Linked DNA regions of Mus musculus: all the other regions are linked to region 2. The links are chromatin contacts, called in public HiCAR-type and HiChIP or PLAC-seq maps. All regions are on one chromosome and are shown on one strand. The core of a region is the stretch at or near the end of the contact, and the rest is flanking DNA. Distances in the headings are between cores, read along the strand shown. Region 1 has its middle 42 kb from the start of Hdac2. Region 2 holds the start of Lama4 (laminin, alpha 4). Region 3 has its middle 61 kb from the start of Hdac2. Region 4 has its middle 70 kb from the start of Gm26535.

Evidence for each region. HiCAR-type assays count read pairs that join an accessible place to other places. HiChIP or PLAC-seq counts read pairs in DNA pulled down with a chosen protein or histone mark.
Region 1: an H3K27ac HiChIP or PLAC-seq map of embryonic stem cells shows a contact between it and region 2, with 21 times the contacts expected there. The contact joins the enhancer-like site here to the promoter of Lama4 in region 2. A contact is called at or near these places in 18 of 39 promoter capture datasets (the 3T3-L1 cell line, the C10 cell line, cranial neural crest and 9 more), 2 of 115 datasets of contacts at active chromatin or transcription factors (cardiomyocytes and embryonic stem cells) and 2 of 9 other capture datasets (adipose tissue and embryonic stem cells).
Region 3: an H3K4me3 HiChIP or PLAC-seq map of craniofacial prominence shows a contact between it and region 2, with 23 times the contacts expected there. The contact joins the enhancer-like site here to the promoter of Lama4 in region 2. A contact is called at or near these places in 16 of 39 promoter capture datasets (the 3T3-L1 cell line, the C10 cell line, cranial neural crest and 9 more), 3 of 115 datasets of contacts at active chromatin or transcription factors (SST interneurons, cardiomyocytes and craniofacial prominence) and 1 of 9 other capture datasets (adipose tissue).
Region 4: a HiCAR-type map of fibro-adipogenic progenitors shows a contact between it and region 2, with 9 times the contacts expected there. The contact joins the enhancer-like site here to the promoter of Lama4 in region 2. A contact is called at or near these places in 6 of 39 promoter capture datasets (the 3T3-L1 cell line, cranial neural crest, embryonic stem cells and 3 more) and 1 of 115 datasets of contacts at active chromatin or transcription factors (fibro-adipogenic progenitors).

Annotation. Positions count from the first base shown.
Region 1 is chr10:37,014,770-37,017,722 of GRCm38.p6, reverse strand. No RefSeq gene overlaps it. Among named protein-coding and RNA genes, the nearest start is that of Hdac2, 42 kb to the right of the region's middle. Within about 2 kb of position 1,337, at least 14 of the 459 cell types and tissues checked have an H3K27ac peak or open chromatin away from gene starts, as enhancers often do. A contact at or near this core is called in embryonic stem cells, where this site is marked.
Region 2 is chr10:38,963,930-38,966,818 of GRCm38.p6, reverse strand. It overlaps Lama4 (laminin, alpha 4), which reads right to left and starts at 1,304. Exons shown (of 38, transcript NM_010681.4): 1 at 670-1,304. The coding sequence starts at 864.
Region 3 is chr10:37,033,702-37,036,936 of GRCm38.p6, reverse strand. No RefSeq gene overlaps it. Among named protein-coding and RNA genes, the nearest start is that of Hdac2, 61 kb to the right of the region's middle. Within about 2 kb of position 1,761, at least 14 of the 459 cell types and tissues checked have an H3K27ac peak or open chromatin away from gene starts, as enhancers often do. A contact at or near this core is called in craniofacial prominence, where this site is marked.
Region 4 is chr10:37,248,373-37,251,563 of GRCm38.p6, reverse strand. No RefSeq gene overlaps it. Among named protein-coding and RNA genes, the nearest start is that of Gm26535, 70 kb to the left of the region's middle. Within about 2 kb of position 1,908, at least 62 of the 459 cell types and tissues checked have an H3K27ac peak or open chromatin away from gene starts, as enhancers often do.

The DNA.
Region 1 (2,953 bases), core at 88-2,587, 1.9 Mb after region 2:
ATTGCCTCTGCTGCAATGTTAAAACTTGACCCTTTAAAATGTTTCCCCTTTTCTGGCTGTCACAATGTAAAGCTTCATTGATAGAAGATGCTAGAGGGAAGAATGAAGAGTTTTTCTCTTGGACTTCTCCAGCCAGAGCTCTGGCATCACCCTCTGTCAACTGCCAGGACCCTGCAGTGCACAGAGGTCAGCAGCATGGCTTCTCTTTATGCTCTGAGCAGCTCAGCCAGTCTCTGCTAGTTTCTCCCAGGGGATGTCTTTTCTGAATTGCTTTCCTTGGAACTCCAGTGGACAGCACATTTCAAGCAAGTACCTCGGTAGTAATCTAGTGAGTCCTCGCATTCTACAGAGATGCAGGGTGCCTGTCACTGTCTAGATCTCAGTTCGCAGTCCTGGAGTAGGAGGTGGGCGGTCCCCAGACACTGTCTCAACTGGGGATGCTGACTGCTTCCTAAATACATGGCTCCTGCAGGGCTTAGGTTTTGCTTAAGACCTCTCTCTCTCTCTCTCTCTCTCTCTCTCTCACACTTTTGCTCTCCCCCTCTCCTCCTCCTCCCCTTTCCCTCTCCCTTCTTCTCTCCCTTCACCCCAATCTCTTTCAATCCATAATTACCCCAATCTTCTTACAAACTTCTGTCTCTTGCCTGCACCCTGAGCGCAGGTAAATTTTGCTTTCTGATCTTTGTATTTTCTCAATAGCAACACTCAGTATAGTCCACCAATCACAACTTTTTTTTTAAAAACATTTTTAAAGATTTATTTATTATTTATTATATGTAAGTACACTGTAGCTGTCTACAGACACTCCAGAAGAGGGCGTCAGATCTCATTACGGATGGTTGTGAGCCACCATGTGGTTGCTGGGATTTGAACTCTGGACCTTCAGAAGAGCAGTCGGGTGCTCTTACCTGCTGAGCCATCTCACCAGCCCCACAACTTTTAAAAAGATAAATGTCTATTGAGTAAATGTTTAGATATAAGGAAGAGTATGCCATACTTAACTGCCAATACACAATGGACATAGTGGCACATGCCTGAAATCACAACATTCAGTAGATTGAGGCAGGGGATCACACGTGCAAGGGCAGCATGGTGGGGCTGGGGTAGGGGTGGGGGATAGGAGGAAAAGATTGAAAGACATACTATTGATTTAGGCCATAACAATCTTACAGCATAGGAAAGGCAAAAGCATTTCATCTTTAAATCCAACTGTGACAAACCAGATTGGCTCTCTGGACTAATGAGGACTTAAAGTCCAGAAAGGAATCTGGTTTGTCAGGCTCTGTATAAGGCAGGGAGTGGTGGGAACACATTCCTAGTTATCAGCTAAAGGGCATGCCTTGGACACTTCACCCCCAGTGCAACAATGTTAGGCGGTAGGTGCTAAACTAGGACGAGGGGAAGACAGATGTAAGAACTTTGTCCCCTTAAGTGGTTTTACAGAGTTATTTTAATTATAAATGTCTGTGTGGGTCTTGAATGAGTCTGTGCACATGTGTTTACAGGTGCATGCAGAGTTCAGGAGAGAGCATCAACTCCCAGGGCTGGAGTTACAGGTGGTTATAAGCTACCTGAAATCCAGCCTATTGTATATCATGTTTATTACATTATATTATATTGTATTATATTATATTATCTGTTTGTTTATTTTGAGGTGGAGTCTCTGTACATATCTCTGGCTGATCTGGAACTGGCTTTGTAAAGCAGGCTAGCCTTGCCTTGAACTCAGAGAGATCCACAGGTGTCTGCCTCCCAGGTGCTAGGACTCAAGGCATGTGCCTGCCACCACACCCAGCTCTAGCCTTTTAAATAAGAAAAAGACTTCTGAAATACACGTGAGGTGGGTGCTCCTGACCTTTACCCAGGGTGGGTTGCTTGAGTAGTTGGTATGACATGACTTTCTCACACAGCCTGTAGCATTAAGTGTAAGTTAAAAAAAAAAAAAAAATCGAGCTGGTGCAGGAGGCTGAGGCAGAAGGATTGTGAGTGTGAGGTTGGGCTTCTCATTTTTTTCAAATCGGTGGTTGGTTTTGCTGGCTCCTGGTGGCTTCCTCTCTGGAAGAAAGAGGCCTTTGTCAAGTAGAAGCGCGGTTTGTGTGTTTGCTTATTGTTTTGGGTCAGGGGCTTACTGTGTCCTAGGCTGTCCTGGAACTTGATTTTTCTGTCCACCCTCCTGAGCGCCGAGTAGCACAGGAGGCATCTCACCCAGCTTGGTTTTGATGACATTCACTGCCTCTCCGCACCTGCACTGAGCAGGCAGGCTCAGTGAACAGCTAGTGTTTGAGCTCTGAGTTTTGAGTGCCACATGGCTGAGAAGTGACCCTTGAAATATTGAATTCTGAAGAGAGAAAAAGGTGACGTGTTAGATAATACACAACTGATGCTAGAAACTTATCAATAAACCCAACACATCACAACTTAAAAATATAGACTTAGGTTACAGTCATAGTTTGTTCGCCTTGTTCCTAAACACAAAGCACTGGACACAAGGCAGAACAGCCTTGTTATCTGCTAATAACTTTGTATGTGTGTGTGTGTGTGTGGGGGGGGGGGTTCTTTGTTATTTAAAAAAAAAATATAACATCATATAAGTCATACACCCATTTTCAATATTTAGAATAAAATACTCTTAAATTACTATGAACAAATAGACTATCATCAAGACTGCGCCCTCATTTATTCAGTCCAGACTATGGAGCTCCGGAGCCTAAACCAGGCCTTGTGCTTGGTTGGTGGCAGGCACCCTCCCACCCCTCACTCATAACTCTATTCAAAGATTCAGAAACAGCAGCCGTGGGACAGTGTTCCAGTTCCCTTAAATCTCAATTTCACCATATTACTTGAGTTCCTGGAAGACAGCTCTCCACTCTCCATTATGTATATTAACATGTTCTACATCTGGCCAAAATAAAAATTCCTTCAACTCTAATATGCGGTTCTACTCTACTTCCAA
Region 2 (2,889 bases), core at 55-2,554:
ATCCTTCTCCTCCAATGTCTACAGTTCAGCCATTTCTCAACTGAAAAGTCTCTTGATATATAAAAACAGTAGCTCACTGAATAAACCTTAGACCAGTAGTATATCCTGATCAGCTTTACTTTGGGAGTGGAGCTTGACTTAATCTTGCTTCTGGATTAGAATGGTCTGCTTTTGTTTAAGGTATCTGCCCTGAAATTTTCTAACAGCTTCCTTCACAGACAACCCCCACCCCCAGCACCCCAGCCTTGCAGAAGACCTTTTGTTTAGTTTGAGACAGGATAGGTCTTTTTAGTGATATTGCTCTCATTGTTCAAACAGCAAAGAGGAGCAGGGAGACAGAGAGGGGGCACTTACAGTAAGTGCCAAGGTTTGACAAAATGGCTATTGGAACACACCAAAAGACCACCACTGCATACTGCATACATTTCTCATGTAGTCTAACAGACCCACGCAGACATGAAGGGTACTCTCACTGGAAGCCTCAACTTTCAACTGACGTCCAAGTCAAACTTTCAAAACAGAGCCCTTTATTTCAACTGAGGAGACCTAGCCCAGATGAAAGCCTAGGTTATCAAACAGATGGGGAGAGAGAAAGAGGATTGTGGCCCAGCCCATAGACACGGTAGACACAGGTGTGGAGCGGGTTGGCAAAGGCAGGGGGTACTGTACCTCAGCAGCAGGCGGCAGGCGTCCCAGTGTCACGCCTGAGTCGCTAGTCTCCGATGGGTCTTGCCTGCCGACCACTGCGCTCCCCTCGATGTCAAAAGGAAACGCATTGCCGTCCCCTGACGCTGCGTTGGAGCAGACAGCACACCAGAGGAGCCACAGGGCCAGGACTGAGCACCAAGCTGTGCTCCAACCCATCTCTCTGCAGATATTCAACAGGGCCCTTCCTGGAGTGAAGGACCTGGAGGTCTTGGTGGGTACCCCCTAAGAGATGCAGTGATGCCTGGTGTTTTGTCTTCTCTGGACCTGCGGTATTTAGATCCAGGAGCCCAAGTTGCAACTTTGTTGTATTAAAGAAGAGGGAGTGAGAGTCAGCGTGGTCTCTTCTCTCTCTCCTGCTTGTCTTTCGCTTCCATCCACCTCTCTCACTTTGTCTCCGGTCTCCCGCCGCTCCTGAGACTTGGGTTCTGGGACTTACAGATGGATGGAGCTAGCGCCCTGTGAACATCAAAAGGCAGGGGAGCAGACTGGCATGAGCGAGGCGAGCGCTCCTGGCCACCTCCTCTCCCTGGCGGCTGGGACTGAGGTCGGCGCGGCTCTGGCTTCCTTCCCACACTCATTCTCACCACTCCCTTTCCACCTTCCCCTTCCAGGCCCTCCCACTTCAAGTTGGCTTTCAGACCCCGAGGTCAGGCCTTTCCTAGACGCCGCCTCCCCCTCCCCCTCCCCCTCGCAGTTTGGAGTCTCTCCAAGGACTCGAAATGAATATTCAGCGTTCCTGATTGCTTCCCCACATCCCTTATTTACGCAGCCAAGGCGCCGGATGTCTGATCTATATTTATATAGATTTGTATGTGGCCCCCACTAGTGTACAGGAAAGTGGGTGGAAAAAGGATTCCAGGGGCGGGAGGGAACCTGAGGTAGATGACCTCAGGAGCCAGAGGCATGGTGTCCATTTCTGGATGCGTTCTCCTCTCCTTTTCTAGGGATAGCCTGTGGCTCTTCACTGGCCACTCCTCTTCCTCTGTGGAGTCCTCACCCAGAGGGCTGGAGAGAATATCTTTCACTACAGTACTAGAAAATGACTTCATTATTGAAATGCATGAACTTTTATTTACAAAGAACATCTTGTTTTCCCTAAAGAGGTGCTTTGTGAAGGACCCAGAACAAGGCATGCAGTGTATGAGCCTGTCGAATATGCGACCCACAGCTCATAGTAGCCCGACCTCTTCCTCTTGGCCTGCAATCTCATGCCTACAACATTTGTCTGAATCATGCAACCTTTCCAAGGCTTCCATAGAACTCAGGCTGCAGTTACGCTGGGCTGCCCTTGAGCTGACTAGTATCCACTGCCAGTGATAGGTGCCTTTATTTCCATGGGCTTCAGGTCAGAGCTTTAGGTATCTCTGGAGGGAAGGCCCCAAAGTGCTTAAAAATGATCAGATGAGCAAGATAGCCATATAATGACACTCAGGCCAGTTTTAAGGTATTGGGAATTATAATTACACAGTAAGGCAACTCTGTGAACATTATCATGAGCCCCATTTCACCGAATGGGCTGTTGGCTCTAAAGCTATACACATAAGCAACTGTTTATTCTCTACCATGTGCCAGCCACTTTCCACACATTTGTAAACACCACAGCATTCTCGCATAGTAGGGCTTTTATTTCCTTGCTGTGGAAGAAGAATGAGCGATTCCCCAGGGCCACCCAGCTGATAGAAAGCTGAATTGAAGCTTAAATATGAGCCTTCTTGGCCTGAAGCTCTGATTCAAGTTTGTAACACCAAAACTGATAAGATAAAGCCTGAGCTGGGACATAGAGATAGTGGGGGTGGGGGTGGGGGGTAGGTGGTCTCTTTCACTTTTGGAGTGCTTTCTATGCACCAACAGTTTGCATGAGTTATTTTATTTAATTTCATGCCGATAGCTAAGTGGTCATTGTCACATGCATTTGGCAATGGTGGAGTAGTCTGGTATTATAGTAATGATGCCAAGACACTGGACCTGTGTGCTGGGTGTGGATTATCCCAACACCCCTTCCACGTCCCCTGTTAGACCACTTAACTCCTTTCTACACCTGCCAATATGTGCAACAGACTTGAGCCGCTCATGTCCTTAATTAATCTGTTGTCAATAAAGCTCTTTTGGCAAAACAAACAATAACAAAATAAACAAAACAAGCAATAATGAAATAAATGCCTCCAGTGCTGTATTGGCTTC
Region 3 (3,235 bases), core at 512-3,011, 1.9 Mb after region 2:
GAATAACAATGTCCTGTATCATAATACTTTAGATAGTTTTGTGTGTGTGTGTGTGTGTGTGTGTGTACTTACATTGTATCCTTAACCCAAGCTATACACTATATCTGTACACTTCCAGTTTAGCACTTAATACTATTTACATTTTAAAATAGGATTCATTTTTTCATTTTATTCGTTGTGTAACATACAGATTATATCAATCCTTATGAAGTGGGACTACAGAGGTATGTTTTCAATTATATAGAATAGTCTTAGTTTCTTTTCTATTACTGTGATAGCCTGACAAAAGCAACTTATGAAAGAAAAGGTTATTGGCTAATGGTTCCAGGGCATAGTTCCTTATGCTGAGGAAGTTATGGGAGCAGGAGTCTGAGGCAGCTGGTGACATTGCACCCAGAAACAGAAAGAAGATGAATGCTTGTGCTCAGTTTCCTTTCTTCATTTTATTCAGAACAGGATCATAGCCCAGGGAGTGGTGCCGCCTACAGTTGGCAGGTCTTTCCATCTCAATTAACTTAATGAAGATAACTTCACAGGCATGCCCAGAGACGTGGCACCCGTATGATTCTAGATCTCTTCGGGTTGACATAATTGTCTCTATCCTAGAGAGTGAGGAACAGAATAAAGAACATCACATTGAAAATGTGATTCTGAACGTCAGTAAAATTAACATAAGTTAATAAGTAACAAAAGGTTAGTTCAAGTGAATATTTCATGGCATTTTCTACAATGCAATGGCTCAGTATATATTTGTTGGATAAAGTCTATGAGAATTTGTTTTGAATGTGAGAACCGTTGCTAAAACAACATGTTCAAGATGTGGGAAATCCCACTTGTTGAAACAAAACACAACATCAACAATAAAAACAATACATACAAAATACTGATGACAGCATTAGCTGTAAAATGTCACAATTTGGAACCCACCATCAGTGCTCTGGTTAAAAACATGTGGAAGTGTTTTTTGGAAGTGATGGAAGTTTTTGATACACTTGGATAGAATATTGGCTAAAATGTAGCCAATCTGATGCCTTTTTTTCTAAATTGTATAGTCCCAATTTTTTCCCAATGCATAATTATTGTGAAAAAATTATCAAGGGACCTTTTTATTTTTTTCAAAATGCAGTACTCCTCATTTCCCTAAGATAAGTAAAGCATGAAACTCTCTAGGAAGGGTCTTCTTAAAGACAAAGTAAACGTTGGTTCCAAAGTCATTTTCCAAACCAGGAAGCAGAATATTTTTAGGAAAGTATTGAAGTAGGGAAGTAGTTTTTCCTCACCTCTTGGTTAGTTATTTGAAAAATTCTGTACTAAAAACATTACCAGGCATATATATTTAAGTTTCCTGTTTACGTGTCTTATGCAATCAGTAATTCACTCACTTAAAAAGCATGTGGAAATGTCAGGACTAAATAGCAGCCATATTTCTTGAATTTGGTGCATGTACATGCTCTAGGGATAACCAAATGTGTGCATAATACCGCTTTGTCTGTTCTGAAATACGTCTCCAACGCTCTGGTATGAATTATATTGTTTAAATGTGTCCTCACTCAATTTCAGGAGAGTTATTCCCAAGCCAGTTCTGAACTGAACACATGTCGCATCTGTTTTCTGTTTGGGATTTTTGAATGCTTGGCACTTTAATTGGGATAGTTTTCTTTGGGATGAAATCATTTCAAATATTCGCTGAATCAAAACATTAGTCTCCTTTTCCAGTTTCCATCATAGATTGTTGGTAGGTTTCCCAGACATGCTTTCTTGTGCTTCAGGGAGGGGCCCGCCTTCCCGTGGTGTGTAGAAGGAAAGAGATGGGAAGCAGGCAGTACCTGCTTGCTCAGTCTTTCCCCAGAATCTATTCCTTTGGAGATGTCACCTGAGCTGAAGGGTCATTTGTTTGTGCTTGTTGATTTTAAACCTTTTAGTTTCATACTTTTTGATTGTTTGAAATTTTTTTTTAATAGTCTTTATTTTTTGTGATAAAGTCTCATGTAGTCCAGGCTAGCTTCAAACTCATTGTCCTGGTCTCACATCATTTGCCATGATAAAATACCCTGGTAATAACTAATTTGGGTTAGAAAAAAATCTTAGTTTTAACTTATAGTTCCAGGTAGAGTCAATTATTTCAGGAGAGTTGAGGCAGCAGGAACCTGAAGCCTCTGGTCATATTATACCCACAGCATGGAGCAATGAATGTGAATGCTTGGAATTTAACAATGAATGTGTGCATGCTTGAAATTTAACACACGTTCTCTATTCTTGAAAGAGTCTAGGACTCCAACTTAACCAATGATACTGCCCCTGGTAGAGTAGGTCTTCTCACCTCAAACCCAAAAATCACAGGCATGTCCACAGGCCAGCCTAATCTGGGAATTCCACCATCAAGACTTCCCCAGATAATTCTATGCCCATCACACTTGGTATACACCCAAGAGTGACCTTCGACTCTGCATCCTGCCTTCACTTCTAGTGTGCCAGCATTATTGGGGAATACTGCACACATGGTTTTTTACAGTGCTGCAGATTATTGTACTAAGGGCTTTTGTGCATGCTAAGCAAGAACTCTCTCAACTGAGCTTCACTTCCAACCTATTTTCAAAAAATCTGAATGAGAACAGAAAACAGTTTCCTCACCAGTGAAGGTCTATAAAGCCGTTGGGAATCCACACCACCCTTCTCTGTCTGGTATAATTAGAAACTCTTGAAGGCCTAGATATTTGGGAAACATGGTTAAGCGAAACTAATATGGTAGCAAAGAAACATCAGGCAACACAGTAGGCATGCTTTCTGGTGACAATCTGAGATTTTAGTTAAAAAATAAAAATAAGAAAGAGTCAGCATTCCCCACTTTGCTTCTCAGTGGGGATTTTTATGACCTTCAGTTTTTTTGTCTATTACAGGAAGCTAGAAAATGTTAGTAATATTAATGTTAATAATATTTCTGTGGACATTAAATTAATCATGCTTTTCAGTCCCTGGGTTGTTTTGACATTTTAAACTATTTAGAAGACTAAGGCAAGAGAATCTAGGCAAACACGGACCACACAGACTCAACAACACTCTAACTCAACAACAACAAAAATAAAAGCTACCGATTAAGATATGCGTGTGCATCTGGAGAGATGCTTCAACAGTTAGGAGCACTTTTGCTCTTCCAGAGAATGCAGATTTAGTTCTCAGAATTAATAACCTGGTACCTTCTGGCCTGCAAGGGTACCAGGAATGCACTTAGTACACA
Region 4 (3,191 bases), core at 659-3,158, 1.7 Mb after region 2:
AAACCTCCACTGAGGCTCTTAAGCTTCGCTGGAATCAACTTACTGGGTAAGAATGAATCTAATTGTTATGCTGGCTTCCATGTCAGCAAAATAACAGATGTACAGTATAATAGAGGAGAAAAGAACGTGACTGTTGGATTGTTCAAGCAGGTGCTACATGAAAAAAACATCACATGGAACTTTCTCAAGTGCATTTGGAAACAGCTGGAAAGTAGCCAGGAGGAGAGCCCTGACTCAAACCCCAGGACATCCAGTTGTGAGCTGGGATTAGACAGGGACAGCTGAGTCAAGGAGCACACTGGCACCTTCAGCTTTGTATTCCTCCCTTGCCCTGCGACAGAGGCACCAAGGAGCACAGTCCCTGAGGAGACACGCTCTTGCAGAGTCCAGCTGCCTGCGTCGCTTTCAGAGAGCACCAGATAACACTTGCAGAATGGTCAGAGGGGGAAGGCAAGTTACCATGGTTCTCTAGCTATTATTGCATCCAGCCCATAGTGGGATGGAAATAAGTGCACATGTTCAAAAAGGCCCTTTGGGAAAGATCAGGGGCCTACACTGGGACACAATGGTAGGCTTTGTTGCAGAGAAAGGCTTTGGTCTGGCAAGTAACAGCAGTCCCGCTGGACACTGGGTTCACTAGGCAAACTGTATGCAGGGATTGCATCCTTAGAAACAGCAGGCATTTATTGTAATTAAAAGGCTGGAGATATGGTTCAGTCAGAAAATTGTTTGCTTTGCAAACATGCAGACCTGAGTTCCATCCATAGAAATTACATCATCATCATCATCATCACCATCATCATCATCATCATAGCTGTCCTAGAGACAGCAGGTAGAACCTGCTGGTTTCAATTGTATACCTCTGTGTGCTGCTGCTCATGCCCACAGAGGTATAAGGTGATCCCAGAAACACAAGTCACTCCAGTTGGGGTTGCCCATGGCAAAGCTCAATAAAAACACAAGAAAGAGGAGGACAGAAAAATGTGGGAGAATGAGAAAGAAATGAAAAGTGAATAGCCACCAGCTTTAATTTGCTAAAGAAATTCTGTCCTTTCCTGCTCTGCTCTGCACCCAGCAAGCTCACATCTAGAATATGGCTCCCTTCAGACTTACATCCTGCCTTGATATATAAATTATTTGGAGGAAAAATTCTTAGAGTCAAGGTTAACAAAAAACAGCTGTGAAATAAACCCTGAGCCGTGTCCTAGATCTCTCCTAGTATGCAGAGTCTCCTCTCTGTTTTGAAGAGTCAGCACATCCAGAAGGGGTGGACAGAGGCAGAACTTGGCAAAGTCTCTGGAATGTGAGAAGAGTTCAGGGCTACATCAGACGGGCAAGGGAGAGGAAGCAACTGAAGACATCCTGTCTAAAATGCTGCTTCTCTCTTGAATGTTTCCATCTAGCTAATAGGTACAGTAGTTCTCTCTGTCTCTCTCAACCCTTCTCTGCTTCTCTCTCTCTCTCTCTCTCTCTCTCTCTCGTTCACCCTCATGAGTGTGTGTGTGTGTGTGTGTGTGTGTGTGTGTGTGTGTGTGTGTGTATGTGTGTCAACCCCAGGTTGATCTGGGACAACATAATCAAAGAGGACACTGGACTCCTGCCTCCACCTCCCACATGCTGGAATTACCAATTATCAATTTTCAGCACCATCTCCTCTTTCCCTCTCCCTCTCCCATCCCTGTCTTCCTCTCTCACCTCTACCTCTGCTTCTCTGGACTGTGGCCCTGCTACCAGAAGCTAACTCAGAACAGTACTCATGCCAGGACATGTCGGCTATGTAGTATTTTCTGTCAGAAAGTTAGAGAAGTAAGAGCTAGAAGTTTGTGGGGCAACGAGGAAGCCTAGAGACACCCACAGAGAAGGCAGTGGAGCGCTTAAGCCACAGAGTTCATGAGCTGGCGAGAGTGAGAAAGAGAGAAACTGGGGCTGCCAAATGGAAACAGTCACCCTGGGGCTGGGGTTGTGGCTCAGAGGTAGAGTGCATGCTTAGCATGAATTTGGGGTTTCAACCCAAAAGCACACCTCTCTCTCTCTCTCTCTCTCTCTCTCTCTCTCTCTCTCTCTCTCTCTCTCTCTCACACACACACACACACACACACACACCTACCTGCGAGATGCTCCAATGTGTTAACTACCCACAGAGACATTAAACCATTAACTGTTTTCAAAGTGTGCCTACTGCACTATTATATAAAGATCATTCTCCCTCTTAGTCTGTGGGTGCTATTCCACATGCCTGCCTAGTGGCCTATGGTCACGCTTTCCCACCATCCCCACTTTTAAAATAGGAAAGCACAGAATCAAAGTAGTTGAGTGCCTCTGCAAAGTGCACACATCGAAGGACTTCTGAAGGGGCTAGGTCTTAAACCCATAGATTAACATAGCTGCCAATCACATTCCAGGTCTTCGGGTGGCAGGTAAAGAATTCTTCTTCATCCTTAACCTCTCCTGTAACTTTAATTTTTTTCAAACTTCATTTTTAATGATGGTTCTTAAACATTCTAACCTTCCTTTTAGCCCACCACCCGCCAGGGATAGTGGAATAGAAAGGGGAAGTAGACCAGTTTAGAAAGGTTCTTTGGGGCAATTCCTATCTGTGTTGTCTGGAAATCAGTAGTTTAGTTCACAGGTCAGCAGGCAGCCGTAGCTCCATCCACTCGCAAACACCTCATGGATGCACAAGCTATCCAGTTGTGTAGAATAGGGTTAGCAACAGCAGTGACATGACCTAGTAAAGACAGCCAGGCCTCAGCCTCAGCTCAAGTCAGAAGGAGGGACCTGGAGGGACACCAGGAGAACTTCTCAGCTGTGTCTCTCTCAGGGAAATGAAGATGCAAGCCCACAAGCATTGCACAGCTAGCTGTACTAGCAAGCCAAGCTCTGTCTCTGTCACTCCTTGGAATCCTATTTATACCCTCCAAACATCACATGTCCTCGACATGTCTTGCCTCACTCAGCATGTGTATCCAATCAGCCCGAGTATAAGGAAGCAGCAAGAAACTGCAGCACACAGCCAGAATTTTTTTGTTGCAGTTTTTCTCTATGGAGTCCTGACAAATGCAGCTCAACTATGAAATGCAAGGTAGACCAATATATGTGCATTGTTAGCAGAGAATCCTTCATCACGTGTCCTTTCACGTGCTTGCTTTAGCAGAACATCCTCTCTCCTCTGTCTGCTTCAGTGAAACGTT